3 separate regions of the Sus scrofa genome follow, and regions 1 and 3 are each linked to region 2. The links are chromatin contacts, called in public Hi-C and HiChIP or PLAC-seq maps. All regions are on one chromosome and are shown on one strand. The core of a region is the stretch at or near the end of the contact, and the rest is flanking DNA. Distances in the headings are between cores, read along the strand shown.

The links. A called contact is a pair of places that touch in the nucleus more often than the background predicts. HiChIP or PLAC-seq counts read pairs in DNA pulled down with a chosen protein or histone mark.
Region 1: a contact with region 2 is called in an H3K27ac HiChIP or PLAC-seq map of skeletal muscle. The contact joins the enhancer-like site here to the promoter of NET1 in region 2. A contact is called at or near these places in 6 of 47 Hi-C or Micro-C datasets (embryonic fibroblasts, fetal skeletal muscle, omental adipose tissue and 2 more) and 1 of 2 datasets of contacts at active chromatin or transcription factors (skeletal muscle).
Region 3: a Hi-C map of retroperitoneal adipose tissue shows a contact between it and region 2, with 4 times the contacts expected there. The contact joins the enhancer-like site here to the promoter of NET1 in region 2. A contact is called at or near these places in 2 of 5 promoter capture datasets (fetal skeletal muscle and liver), 26 of 47 Hi-C or Micro-C datasets (blood, brain, embryonic fibroblasts and 14 more) and 2 of 2 datasets of contacts at active chromatin or transcription factors (alveolar macrophages and skeletal muscle).

Annotation. Positions count from the first base shown.
Region 1 is chr10:65,335,987-65,340,020 of Sscrofa11.1, reverse strand. The region is part of intron 3 of LOC106505208; the gene reads left to right. Among named protein-coding and RNA genes, the nearest start is that of ASB13, 64 kb to the right of the region's middle. Within about 2 kb of position 1,615, at least 7 of the 83 cell types and tissues checked have an H3K27ac peak or open chromatin away from gene starts, as enhancers often do. A contact at or near this core is called in fetal skeletal muscle and skeletal muscle, where this site is marked.
Region 2 is chr10:65,436,771-65,440,669 of Sscrofa11.1, reverse strand. NET1 (neuroepithelial cell-transforming gene 1 protein) reads left to right here and starts at 2,324. Exons shown (of 11, transcript XM_003130825.6): 1 at 2,324-2,534. The coding sequence starts at 2,442.
Region 3 is chr10:65,311,313-65,315,105 of Sscrofa11.1, reverse strand. The region is part of intron 3 of LOC106505208; the gene reads left to right. Among named protein-coding and RNA genes, the nearest start is that of ASB13, 39 kb to the right of the region's middle. Within about 2 kb of position 1,500, at least 44 of the 83 cell types and tissues checked have an H3K27ac peak or open chromatin away from gene starts, as enhancers often do. A contact at or near this core is called in brain, fetal liver, fetal skeletal muscle and 3 more, where this site is marked.

The DNA of each region.
Region 1 (4,034 bases), core at 366-2,865, 100 kb after region 2:
GGTGGGGGGGGGAGTTCTCCTCCAGGGGGGGTCTTTGGTGGAATGGGGACAGACAATGAAGGCATCTGTCTTCAAGCTGAGTGAGGGGCTTAGTCCTCAACCTGTGGCCAGTGGGCAACTGTCAAAGGCTTAAAATGGTGCAGGGAGGGAGGCCAGGTGGGGCCGTCAGGAAAGCCGTCTGGATGGGATCAGAGAAACAGCCCCCAGGGCCCTGATCAGAACGGGAGACAGGCAGGCAGGGCCTGGGGGAGGCGGAGGCGGAGGGAGGAGAGAATGGTGACTCCACAGTTTCAGACACAGTTTCCAGAAAATCCAATAAAGGGACGCTCGCTAATTGCCCCCTTGATGACTGCAGCAGCCTAATTAAATGGCATCTTTTAAAGTCGTTCCTTGAGGAGTGAGGCTGGTGCCCAGAATTTCAAACCCTGGAGGCGCGGGGTTGGCAGGCGAATTGTCCCAGCTCCTACCCGCTCCCCTCATTCTGTGCCAGTGACTGTGCTGGTGACAGCTGGGCCCAGCTGTGATGGGCCAGGCTGCCTGCTGGGCTGCGCAGACAAGGAGGAAGGGAGAGGAGCCCTGGGTGGACAAAGACGCCCCCGCCCCGTCGGGCAGACCCAAGCCCCGAGTCCACCCTCCCATGCCCGGCTTCGGGAGCAGCTCTGTTCTGTGGTGCCCCCACAGCGGGCATGGAAGGGGCCTGCTCCCCCCCCCGACACACCCACCCCCTCCCCCGCATCAGGCTGCTTGCGGGGAAATCACACGTTTCCCTTAAAATTTAACTTGATGCTGTCCAGAGACTCACCAGCCTTCTGTGCTTTTTTTCCATCATTCTTTTCATGAGCTGGGGGCCAAAGTGCCTCCCTGCTCCAAACTTTGTTCCCAGCCTCAGGGTGACTCTGTCGGTCCCCATACTCACTGCTCCCCTGCCCCAAGAAGAGAAAAATGGTGATGAAGTGACAAAGAGGTGAGACGGTGTCTGAGCGGGCGGAGCAGAGCAAGGAGGGAGTTGGGGCTGGCCTTGCCTCTCAAGGAGGTAACGGGCGCCGAGGCTGCAGGACAGAACAGTGGCTGAGCCGGGGTTCCACCAGAGCACCCCCAACCGGGCTTGAGGGCACCCCCAACCTTCACAGCCCTCCTCGCCACTCCCCCCAAGGCCCTGACCTTCCGTCTTCCTGGGTCGTTCTGTCATATGTAGCAGACGTATCCAGGACGCCTTGATAGCTTCACTTTAGTTCCTCAGAATTTGGACAGGATGCAGTGCAAACACAGTTGCATTTTGCTTTTTACCTCCCCCCCCCGCCGCCCCCACAAGGATAACTGTGTGTACAGATCTCCCAGCTAAGCCATTAGAAAGGACTTAGAAGATAAAATGACCTCTCCCAGGGGTCAGCTTGGAGATTTGGGGAGGTGGGCTGACGAAGGCACGGGAAACATTAGGTGCCCCCAGCTGTGCACTGGTGACGGGGCCCAGCCTGCAGGAGCCCCCACTTGCGGCCTGTGCACATGTGACCGGAGCGTCCCCTGCCCTGCAGCGTCAGGGCCGGGCTGAGCTCCAGGGCCGCACGCACCTGTCGCTGCCTCTCACCAGCCCCTTGAGAGGCCCCCGGGAGGCCTCCCAGGCCCAGACGTGGGGACCTTTTGAGTCGAGGTCTGGAATGAGGTCTTTCCAGGTCGCAGTGCACAGAGCTGGCCTGCCAGCATGAAGGGCTCGAAGCTGGAGCTCTGCGCCACAGCGCGGGGGTGGCCAGCGTGGCTAAAGGCTTCCTGGGACAATGGGCCAGGGCTGCTTTCACCTGTTGTTCTCGCCCAACAGCTGCGGGAGATGAATGGCCGGAGCTGGGCCAGCGGTGAAGGGGCAGCTGGCCTGGCCCCGGGGTGGCCCATGTGCGCCCAGCACTGCAAACCGATCCCCTGGAATGTGCCCCCTCGGACTGAGCAGGACTCACAGCCTCCAAGCCCCGTGACGCCACAGCCCGAAGCTGTGCTTGTCACAGGGTCTTGGGCTGAGCTCCCCCTGGGCACACCTCTGGGAGGACATGGAGGAGCCCACTGCAGCTGTGCTTTCCATCAGCCCTGTCCTGGGAGCCCCTCTGGGCCACACCTGCAGCAACTGCTCCTGGGCCACCCAGGAGGCAAATGCAATGACCCATGACCTGCGAGGTTTCATGACCTGCGAGGTTTCACGACCTTCTCTGGGGCATTTTTCCTGCTCTTGAGTGTTCACACCCTGATGTTCAGAACTCCTCCTCTGTCCTATTCTGCAGACTTGGTGCTGATGCCTGGAAGTCCTTGATTTCCAGGTTCTTAGAATTCAGACAGGAAACTAGCAGTGAAATTCACACACAACTGCCTCCTGCATTTACTTCCCGATGCCTATGAGGCATGGAGCTAATCAATTAGAAATAACTAAAGGGCTAAAATTGGAACAATGCAGAGACAATTAGCATGACCCTTGAGCAAGAGTGACCCCCAAATTCGGGAGGCATCCCTTGTTTTTCAAGTCACCAACCTCGTTGCTGGTTACAATGATTTTGCTGTACACACATCAAATCGATACTTTGTGCAACTTCGACCTGCACAGTGTGGTCTGTAGTATAGCTCAACAAAGCTGGAAAAGGAAAGAAAGAAAATAGAGGGAGAGAAGGGAGGAAGGAGGGGAGGGAGGAAAAGAAAAGAAAAAAGAGAAAGAGTTTAGATGAAAATGACACAAGGGACCTGCTTGAAATTTGGAGAGGCAAGCTGACAAATGGACCTAAAATATTTTAAGGACAGCACAAAAAAGAATGGAGTTCAGGGCCCCAGATATGATAGGGAGCTGAGATGCTATGAAAGGAGGGCGAAGCCTGAAGTTCCCGTCATGGCTAGCGAATCGGACTAGGAACCATGGGGTTGCGGGTTCGATCCCTGGCCTCGCTCAGTGGGTGAAGGATCCAGTGCTGCCGTGAGCTGTGGTGTAGGTCGCAGACACAGCTCGGATCCTGCATTGCTGTGGCTCTGGCGTAGACTGACAGCTACAGCTGCAATTAGACTCCTAGTCTGGGAGCCTCCATATACCACATGTGCGGCCCTAGAAAAGCCAAAAAAAAAGAAGGAAGAAAGAAAGGAGGGAGACTCCATCCAGGCCATGCAGGGTGTCCCGTGAGAGTGCGTGTTCTGAAGGATGGAGTCCTGTGTCCTCTGTGAGGTGCCGATGACGGAGGAGGGCGTAGAATTGCCCAGACCCCACCCGAGGGGAGGACCGTCCCTGGGCACAGCAGGAAGCCCATTTCAGGAAACTGACCCCCACCCCCGTCATTTCTAAATGACCAATTAAAGGAGACAGATTTTTTTTCTTGAAACTTCTCCTCTATATGTGTGGTTTAAAAGTATCAGAAATACAAGAGTTTCCGTTGTGGCTCAGTAGGTTAAGGACCTGACACAGTGTTGGTGAGGAGGCAGGTTCGATCCCTGGCCGTGCTCAGTGGGTTGAGGATCTGGCATTGCGGCCAGCTGTGACCAAGGTAGAAGATGGGTCTCAGATGTGCTGTTGTGGTGGGTGGATTAACCCCCCCGCTGCCCGCCACCCCCGACACGGTTTAACAAGTTCACGGGCGTGCATACCCTAAGCGCGGAGAGGGAGTGAGAAAGCGCCTGGCCCCTCCCCCGCACTTTGATATTACAAAAGTTTCCAGAAAGCGACTTGTCCCAAAGCCTCTTGCAAAGCCCCCACATGTCCATTTCCGACCCCTCATGTAATTTCCTAGCAGTTTCTGTGCCTTCTGGTTGGGGCCTGTACGCATCCGCCACATTTTTGGTGGGTTTGCCATAAATCACCATGACTCACAGCCGCCTCCTCCAAAAGGCAACTTCGCCCAGAGCCCGTCCAGGGCCAGTGATGTCAGCGCTGATCCCACCGGCGTCGGAACAGGAAGCGAACCCCGGGCTGGTTTTCTTCCCCGAAAGGCCCTCCCCGTGGAGTTGCTGGGGTTTTATAAACCAAACGCCTCTCCTCCAAACGAATAACCATGACCTCAGCCGGCACACACGCAGCCCCC
Region 2 (3,899 bases), core at 1,075-3,574:
AATAAGCTGTCACAGTTCCCTCTTCTTTGTTACCACTCTCCAGTTTCCTCCTAAGAAAACTGGGGAGGATGAGTCAATGATCACAAGGGCCTTTTCAGCCTTGAGATTTATGGCGCATGTTAGAGTCAAGATTCTCTCAGAGTGCTAACTGAACATCCCATGTTCATTGTTGCTTTTACAAATAATGTCTACAGTTGTCTAAATTATATTTAGGCCACAAACCTGAACACCTAAAATGAAACTAAGGTTTTAGGTTTGGTGAGCTAGGATTTCTGTTCTGGGACTGTAGCCACTAGATCCTCCTTGGCTCCTGTAGGCTTTCTGCTTTTACTTGTAAGATTTTTCTACCTGTGCCCCTTGGATCCTTAATGAAGTAAAAGTGAAAGATACCCTTTCTCCTCCTGGCCTTGGCCTTACCTGTATCAGAACTAAATAGAAAAACAGTTTGAGAGACCCATGAGAACACCCTAGCAACTTCTTACCTAACTGCTACTCTGCCTCAGTCCTTTATTCCCTATGAAACTAAGTAGCTGTAAAGTATTGGCCTTACTCACAACTATTTTTTAACTGTTGAAACTAACTGAACCAGACTTCTGGCTTCTTGTAAGCTCTAGGGCTCAGGCAGATCAATGTTCTTACCTGTTAAATTAGGGCACTAGATTCTGTGATGTCTAAGGTACTTCCACTTTAATGCTATATAGAATAGAACTGTCTACAAGAAACAGCCACTCTTAAGGCTAGCTGCACCACACGTTTGCCCAGGTGTGACCTGGTAATAAAGAAGAGATGAAGTATAATCACCATTACTTTTTCAAAAATTTCTCTTTAATTTTTTTCTTCCATTATAGCCGGTGTACAGTGTTCTGTCAGTTTTCTACTGTACAGCATGGTGACCCAGTTACACATACACGTATAGATTCTTTTTTCTCACATTATCATGCTCCATCATAAGTGACGAGATATAGTTCCCAGTGCCAGAGAGCAGGATCTCATTGCTTATCCATTCCAAAGGCAATAGTTTGCATCTATTAACCCCAAATTCCTAGTCCATCCCACTCCCTCCCCCTCCCCCTCGGCAACCACAAGTCTGTTCTCCATGTCCATGATTTTTTTTTCTGTGGAAAGGCTCATTGTGCCATTTATTAGATTTCACATATCATATGGTATCATATCATATAGTATTTGTCTTTCTGACTTAATATGGGAGTCTCTAGTTCCATCCATGCTGCTGCTAATGGCATTATTTTGTTCTTTTTCGTGGCTGAGTAGTATTCCATTGTGTATATATACCACATCTTCCGAACCCATACATCTGTCAGTGGACCCTTAGGGTTGTTTCCATGTCTTGGCTATTGTGATTTTCAAAAATTGCAAAATAGAAAGTCAGATTATTAATATCATCCTGAATGCATCCTAAACACTGGTGTTTATAGAAGGATAGCATTGGTCCTTCCTGCAAGAAGTAACACTGTGCTGCAAACTTCAGTAAATTGTTTTTTATACATTATTTGTCCTTATAGTCTCTGACCACTATTATTCTGTAGTATTTACTCTTCAACCTGTTATATATTTTTAGGGAAGAAATCATCTTTTATGTATTTCTTATTAAAAAATCTCTTACACAGGTATCATGTTTTTTACGTATATAGAAGAAATATCTATATTCTGTAAGTGTAAGAAACACTGAACTTTAAAATTCGAGGTAGTTCAATTATACTGCTGCCCATAGCCCCACAGAAGACTTACTTTAGGAAGAGAGGGAACTGAAGCCTGCCTACTGTGCTTACTCTGTTGGTCTTGAGAACGGTGAGAACCAGTTTGTAAAGGCTTGGATAATCTCACAATTGTGAAAATGTTTGCACTTAAGTAAGATAAAAGCAAGGTCCCTGGATAATTAGGCTTTTCTTTAGTGTATACGTTATTTAACTCTGACTTACGATTTTCTTAAAGTTGTCAAGGTGTCCGTACTAAACTACTCTCTAGGTACTCAGGTTTTATAGAAAAAGGATCCTTGTCTGCAACTAAGTCCTAAGGAGGGCAAGCAACCTCGATAAGCAATCGGCTGGTCTCTGGAAAGGCTTTTTGCATCAGGAAAAGCCTCCCATTAACCCAGTTTCCCTTCCCCTCTGGGCTCACCCTGCCAATTCCCAACCCTTGGATTCAGAGCTTTCTCTCTCCCTCGCAGCGAGCCAGCCAGAGGCCTAGGTGTGCCGGGCTGTCAGTTAGCAGTCACGTGGCCTCAGGTGCCGCCCCCGGAGCCGGCGCCCGGCCCCGCCCACGGAGCCTGGAGGGCTGCGGGATCCTCGGCCGCCCGCAGAAGCCGCGCCGCCGGGGAGGCGGGCAAATGGCTGCCTGGGACGGCTGAGCGCCCACGGGAGCGGGGGGCGTCCTGCAGGGCCGACTCGGCGGGCTCAGTCCGAGGGCTGCCGGGGACGGGAAGCATGGTGGCGCATGACGAGGTCGGGGGTCTCCTGCCTATTAAGAGGACTATACGAGTCCTGGATGTTAACAGTCAGTCCTTCCGGGAGCAAGAGGTAAGGCTGCAGAGCAAAGCCGAAGGCGTGCCCTCTAGGTCCCTGGGACCGGGACGGCTTTGACCCGCTATGACAGTAGAATTTTAAACGTAACCTTGGATCGTACCGAATATTGCAGTGTATGACCTCGATTTACAGGCGGGTTTGAAATGTGTTTCGGGACTATGCTACAGATTAAATTTATACATAGCATAGCTTGAGTGTACACAAACTTTTACACAGAGGAAAGATTTTAAATATATATGCTGTTCAATTTGGTTAGATTTCTGTTGCTTATTACAGCTGTTTATTTGGGTTGCGGGGGTGGGTTGTTTGCTTGAGCTGCATTTATGTGTATTACCTGTTAAGTCTTAGGAGCTGCCTTGTGGAGTAAGAGGAAAATAAGAAACCCTCCCTTGCAAGTGCATGCTAGCGAACAAAAAGCCCTCCGACCTGGTGTTCACTTTTAATTTTCTTTCCACATCTAATAAATTCCTCATGTGAGACTTTTGTTCTTCAGAAAGAAAACCATGTTAAAGTATTTAAGCCAGTGAGTCATTATTCAGACACTCCTGCCTTCCTTCCTTCAAGTACCTGAAGCCATTATACTTTTTTAAAGTCTTTATGAACCTTTACCAAAATAAGTGGCGTTTATGCCATTTTATTTACTTCTGATTGTCGATGCGGGACTCTGGGCATTGTTTCTGCAGTGCACCACGGTAGATGTCGGTGGTGTACACTGTCTTGGTGCTTGGTAAGGGCAGTGTATCCTCCGTCTTGGTAGAGCCCTGCGTCGCGCACACACCTTTTGGTCGTTAAACTAGCTGCCATCTTTAGAAGGTAGGCTTTCATTTGGTGTGATTTGGCTTGGGTTTTGTTTTTGTGTGTGTTTGGCCTTGGCTTTTGTGTATGTGTTTCAGTTTTCTCAGAAGTGGTCATGGGTGTAAATACTAAAACAGATCATTTTCTGCACCATCAAGAATTAGTCTTTTTGTTTGGTATCAGACACTGGCCATGCTTCTGGCATACCTTTATTCAAAGATTAAAAACACTAGGAGTGTTCCCGGGTTTTTAGCAACACAGCCTTAAATAAACAATTAAATTTGACTTTTTCTTTTTTTGACAACATTAGGAGAAAAAACCTTTTTTACAAAAAACCTGGGTTCTCAATAGAATTTTCCCAAGATCTTTTAAGTATGAAATCTGACTGCAACTAGATTAGTAAAATAAATAGATTGATTAAAAATTTGGTCTCAAGGCAGACCCTATAACAATGCATGTGATTGCCTACTAGTTTAAACTAGATAGGCTGGTTAAAAGCTAACCTAAATAAACAACATGAATTTATATTAGAGGGTGTTGGGGTTTTTTCCCCTGTCTAAGTGA
Region 3 (3,793 bases), core at 251-2,750, 120 kb after region 2:
AGCCCACCCTCAGGGGGACAGGGTAGGAGGAGGGCGGCGAGGTCACCCTGCCTGGAGCGGGGTTGGGCTTAGGAGGGGGTGGACTAGGTGGGAAGGCAAAGGAGGCAGCCCTCAGGTGCCCGCACTTGGCTTCTGTGGTTTAGGTGGTTGTCACATGCTGGTGCAGTGGAAGGAGAGAACCTGGGTTCTGGCCTCTAAGGTTCCCCCCCCGCCTCCCCGGGAGGAGAGGCACCCTCGGCCAGCTCCCCCAGGCAGGCTTGGGGGGCTGAGGGGTGCCACTTGGGCCCTGCCACCAGCATTCCACGGTTCCACAGTGACCGCAGCCCTGGAGAAGCCAAGGACACAGCCCCAGACTAAACAAGAGACGAGAAAGCCTGGCTCTGAAAAATGGCTATTTTTACATCCCCCTTCCCCAAATTCCAAGGTGCTGAGATACAATTTAAAACAAGAAGAAACCAAAAAAAAAAAAAAAAAAAAACCCACCCACTAATGAAAATTACTTGTTCTTTCAACATTTCTATGGCACTCTTTCACCTGGCGGCTGGTTGAAAGAATGCTGATTTCGGGAGTTCCCGTCGTGGCTCAGTGCTAACGAACCCAACTGGGATCAATGAGGATGCGGGTTCGATCCCTGGTCTTGCTCAGTGGGTTAAGGATCCCGTGTTGCCGTGAGCTGTGGTGTAGGTCGCAGACACGACTCAGATCCCGCATAGCTGTGGCTGCGGCCTAGGCGGGCAGCTGTAGCTCTGATTTGACCCCTAGCCTGGAAACTTCCATATGCGATGGGTGTGGCCCTAAAAAGCAAATAAATAAAAGAATGCTGATTTGGGGGGGGGCAGATGTACAAAATCAATTCCAGGAACAGGTCTAGAGCTCTGTAGTTTTAATCAGTGCTCAGCTGACTCTTCTGCCCCACTTCTGCTCCTGGGGGAACTGCTGCCAGCCTAGGGCCACATGCTGGAGACACGGGATGTTGGAATTCCCAGTGTCCTGGAGACACTTCCCACAAAAGCAACAGGTCAGCGCCCCTCATCACAGGGGGTTCCAAGAAAAGTCAGTGGGAACCCTTGTTGGAGGATCAGGGGGTGTTTCTGCTCCCCCAGAACCAGCAGTTCCTCCAGGCCTCAGAGACTTGGGGGCAGAAGGGTCTGGTTTCCAGGTGTGGAGCTGCCTGCATCCAGTCCCCTTGGTCTGAGATGCCTCCCCTTTCTCAGCAGAAGTCGAAGTTCACCAGGGACACTGCAGACAGGCTGGTGGCCCATTGAAAGGCCTCTTTCTCACAGTGAGCAAGCAAGAACCAGAGAGGGAAAGTGACTGGCACCAGGTCACCCAGCCAAGGTCACGGCAGAGCAGAAACAGGAAACTGGCCATGTGTGCAGCTATTTTTTGGCCCAGCCATATTTCCTGCAGAATTAAAATTCAGAGCAGAAGTGACCTCAGATCTTTACAGTCTGCTCTGAGTATTTCAGTGAGGAGGCCGAGGCCGGGGAGGTGACACTCCTGCCCCAGAGCCACACAGCTCAGTGGCGACAGGGGCGGTGGCAGCCCAGGTCCACCTCCCTGATCAGGGTTTTCCTGTAACTGTGTTGCCTTCGGTGTCCTGTGTTACAGGGCTCACTGAGGGTAGCAGGAGAGAGGGGCCTTCTAGAGAAACACCCAGCTCTGGCCCAGGCTTCGCACAGCTCAGCAGACCAGGCCAGGCCTGGGCGGACAGCTGATAATACTGGGCTGGAGGCTGGACCATTGGTGCCCCCTTGTGGCCAAACACCAAAATGGCAGGCTGGCCACCCTTCCCGGAAGCTTTGCCCTGCGGGGCCCTTTTCACCCCCAGGGAAGCGAAAGGGCCTGTGTGTAGGGAGACTCTTGCAGTGGCCAAGCACCATTTTGGGATGAAGTTTTAGCCTCGTCCGTGAGAGTTGCAGACATGCAGATGTTACCCTCCTGGGTTCTTGGCCTCCACTGCATCAGCGGGAGTGAAAAGTTTCCCTTGCTGGCCTGCTGGGTGGGGGGACAAGCGAATTCCTTATTTGGGGTAAGGGGAGGGGAGGGTCTGGGAGTCGGGCTTGAGGGTAGGCTTAGGTGGTCTTCCCCACCCCTTTGGTGGTATTTTTGTGCAGGGAGCATGTGCAGTTCCCTTCTTTTGCTCTGGCCTCTTCAGGAGTGGCAGTTGGGTTTTTAGTTTTTTTGTATCTTCTTGTCCATAATTTGCCCCAACTGTGCAAGCACACAGTTATTTTTAGTGCCTTATAGTTTGTTTTGTTGCTGGAGGAGTCGGTTTGTCCGGGTGTAAGCACTGCAGCCTGGGCCCCAGGCTCCAGGTCCCGGCCTGTTGCACGGAGGAACCCAGGCTTCAAGGAGGTGACTGCTGTGGTTACAACGCCACCTCAGGGACCTCCCTGGTTCTGGCTTCAGCCATTACTGAGCTCAGACCCCACTTGCCTTCAGCGTCCTGCCTCCCCACCCCCACCCTCTGGTGACAAACCCCCAGCTGTCGCCTCATCAGGCTGAGACACACAGGCTGGCTTTTCTCTAGGCACAGAAGGTGCAGTGCTCGGCCCGTAATGCTTCTAAGGGCCAGCGAAAACGTTTCAACTTGGAGTTCCTGTAAAATCTGAAGGAAAAAAATGAATATAATAATGATGAATATAGGAGTCCCTGCTGCGGTAAAGAATCAGACCAGGGTGGCTCAGGTTGCTGTGCAGTGCAGTGGGTTAAAGGGTCTGGTATTGCTGCAGCCTAAGTCGCAACTGTGACTCCAATTCAGTCCCTGGCCTGGGAACTTCCATATGCCTGGGGTGTGGCCATTAAAACTAATAATGATGACGACGAATATATAATAATCCAGCCTGGATTATATTCATCTTTGTACCAACACAGTCATGAAATACAATTTTTGTGTTGGTTTTTTTTTTGTTTTGTTTTGATGAGACTGTGAACAGAGGAGTCCCTCAAGCCAGTGACGGTCCCAGGGCAGCCAGGAGGCCCCGTGCCTCCAGAGAGCACTGACTAAGGGAAAAGGCGCCTTTCCAGACAAGGAATGCGGAATGGACTGGCTCGGCTGTTCTGAGACGTGCAGACACCTTGAATAAATGGTCTGATCACTCAGAACCTTTTGTCTGAAAAACAAAGAAAGAACTCAATCCCCAGGACCGTTCCCATGTCACAAAGTGGCAGCTCAAGAAACAGGAGCTTAGGAGTTCCCGTTGTGGCCCAGTGGTTAACAAATCCGACTAGTACCCGTGAGGACTCGGGTTCGATCCCTGGCCTCGCTCAGTGGGTTGGGGATCCAGCATTGCTGTGAGCTATGGTGTAGGTCGCAGACGTGGCTTGGATCCCGTGTTGCTGTGGCTGTGGTGTAGGCTGGCGGCTACAGCTCTGATTCGACCCCTAGCCTGGGAACCTCCATATGCCACAGGTGCAGCCTTAAAATGACAAAAGACAAAAAAAGAGGAATGGGAGCTTAATAATAATAATGTTACAGGCTGGGCGTCCATGGCCCCCAATCCTTATGTTGCCACATTAACCCCCACCGTGAGGGTGTTGCCAAAATCTCGGCTGCCTCTGAGCACCGGTGCCGAATAGAAACACAGAGACAGAGTTGGAGGAGACAGAAAAAGTAGCTTTAATTTCCAGGCAAAGAGGGGACACCGCAGGCTAGTATCTCAAGGACTGTGCTGCCCTTGGGATGGTGAGGCGTCTTGGTGATGATGGTTCAGGGAGCGGGGCGTGGTCAGCTCGTGGGCGCTTCCTGATTGGCTGGTGGTGAGGTCATTGGGCATCAGCATCATCCGCC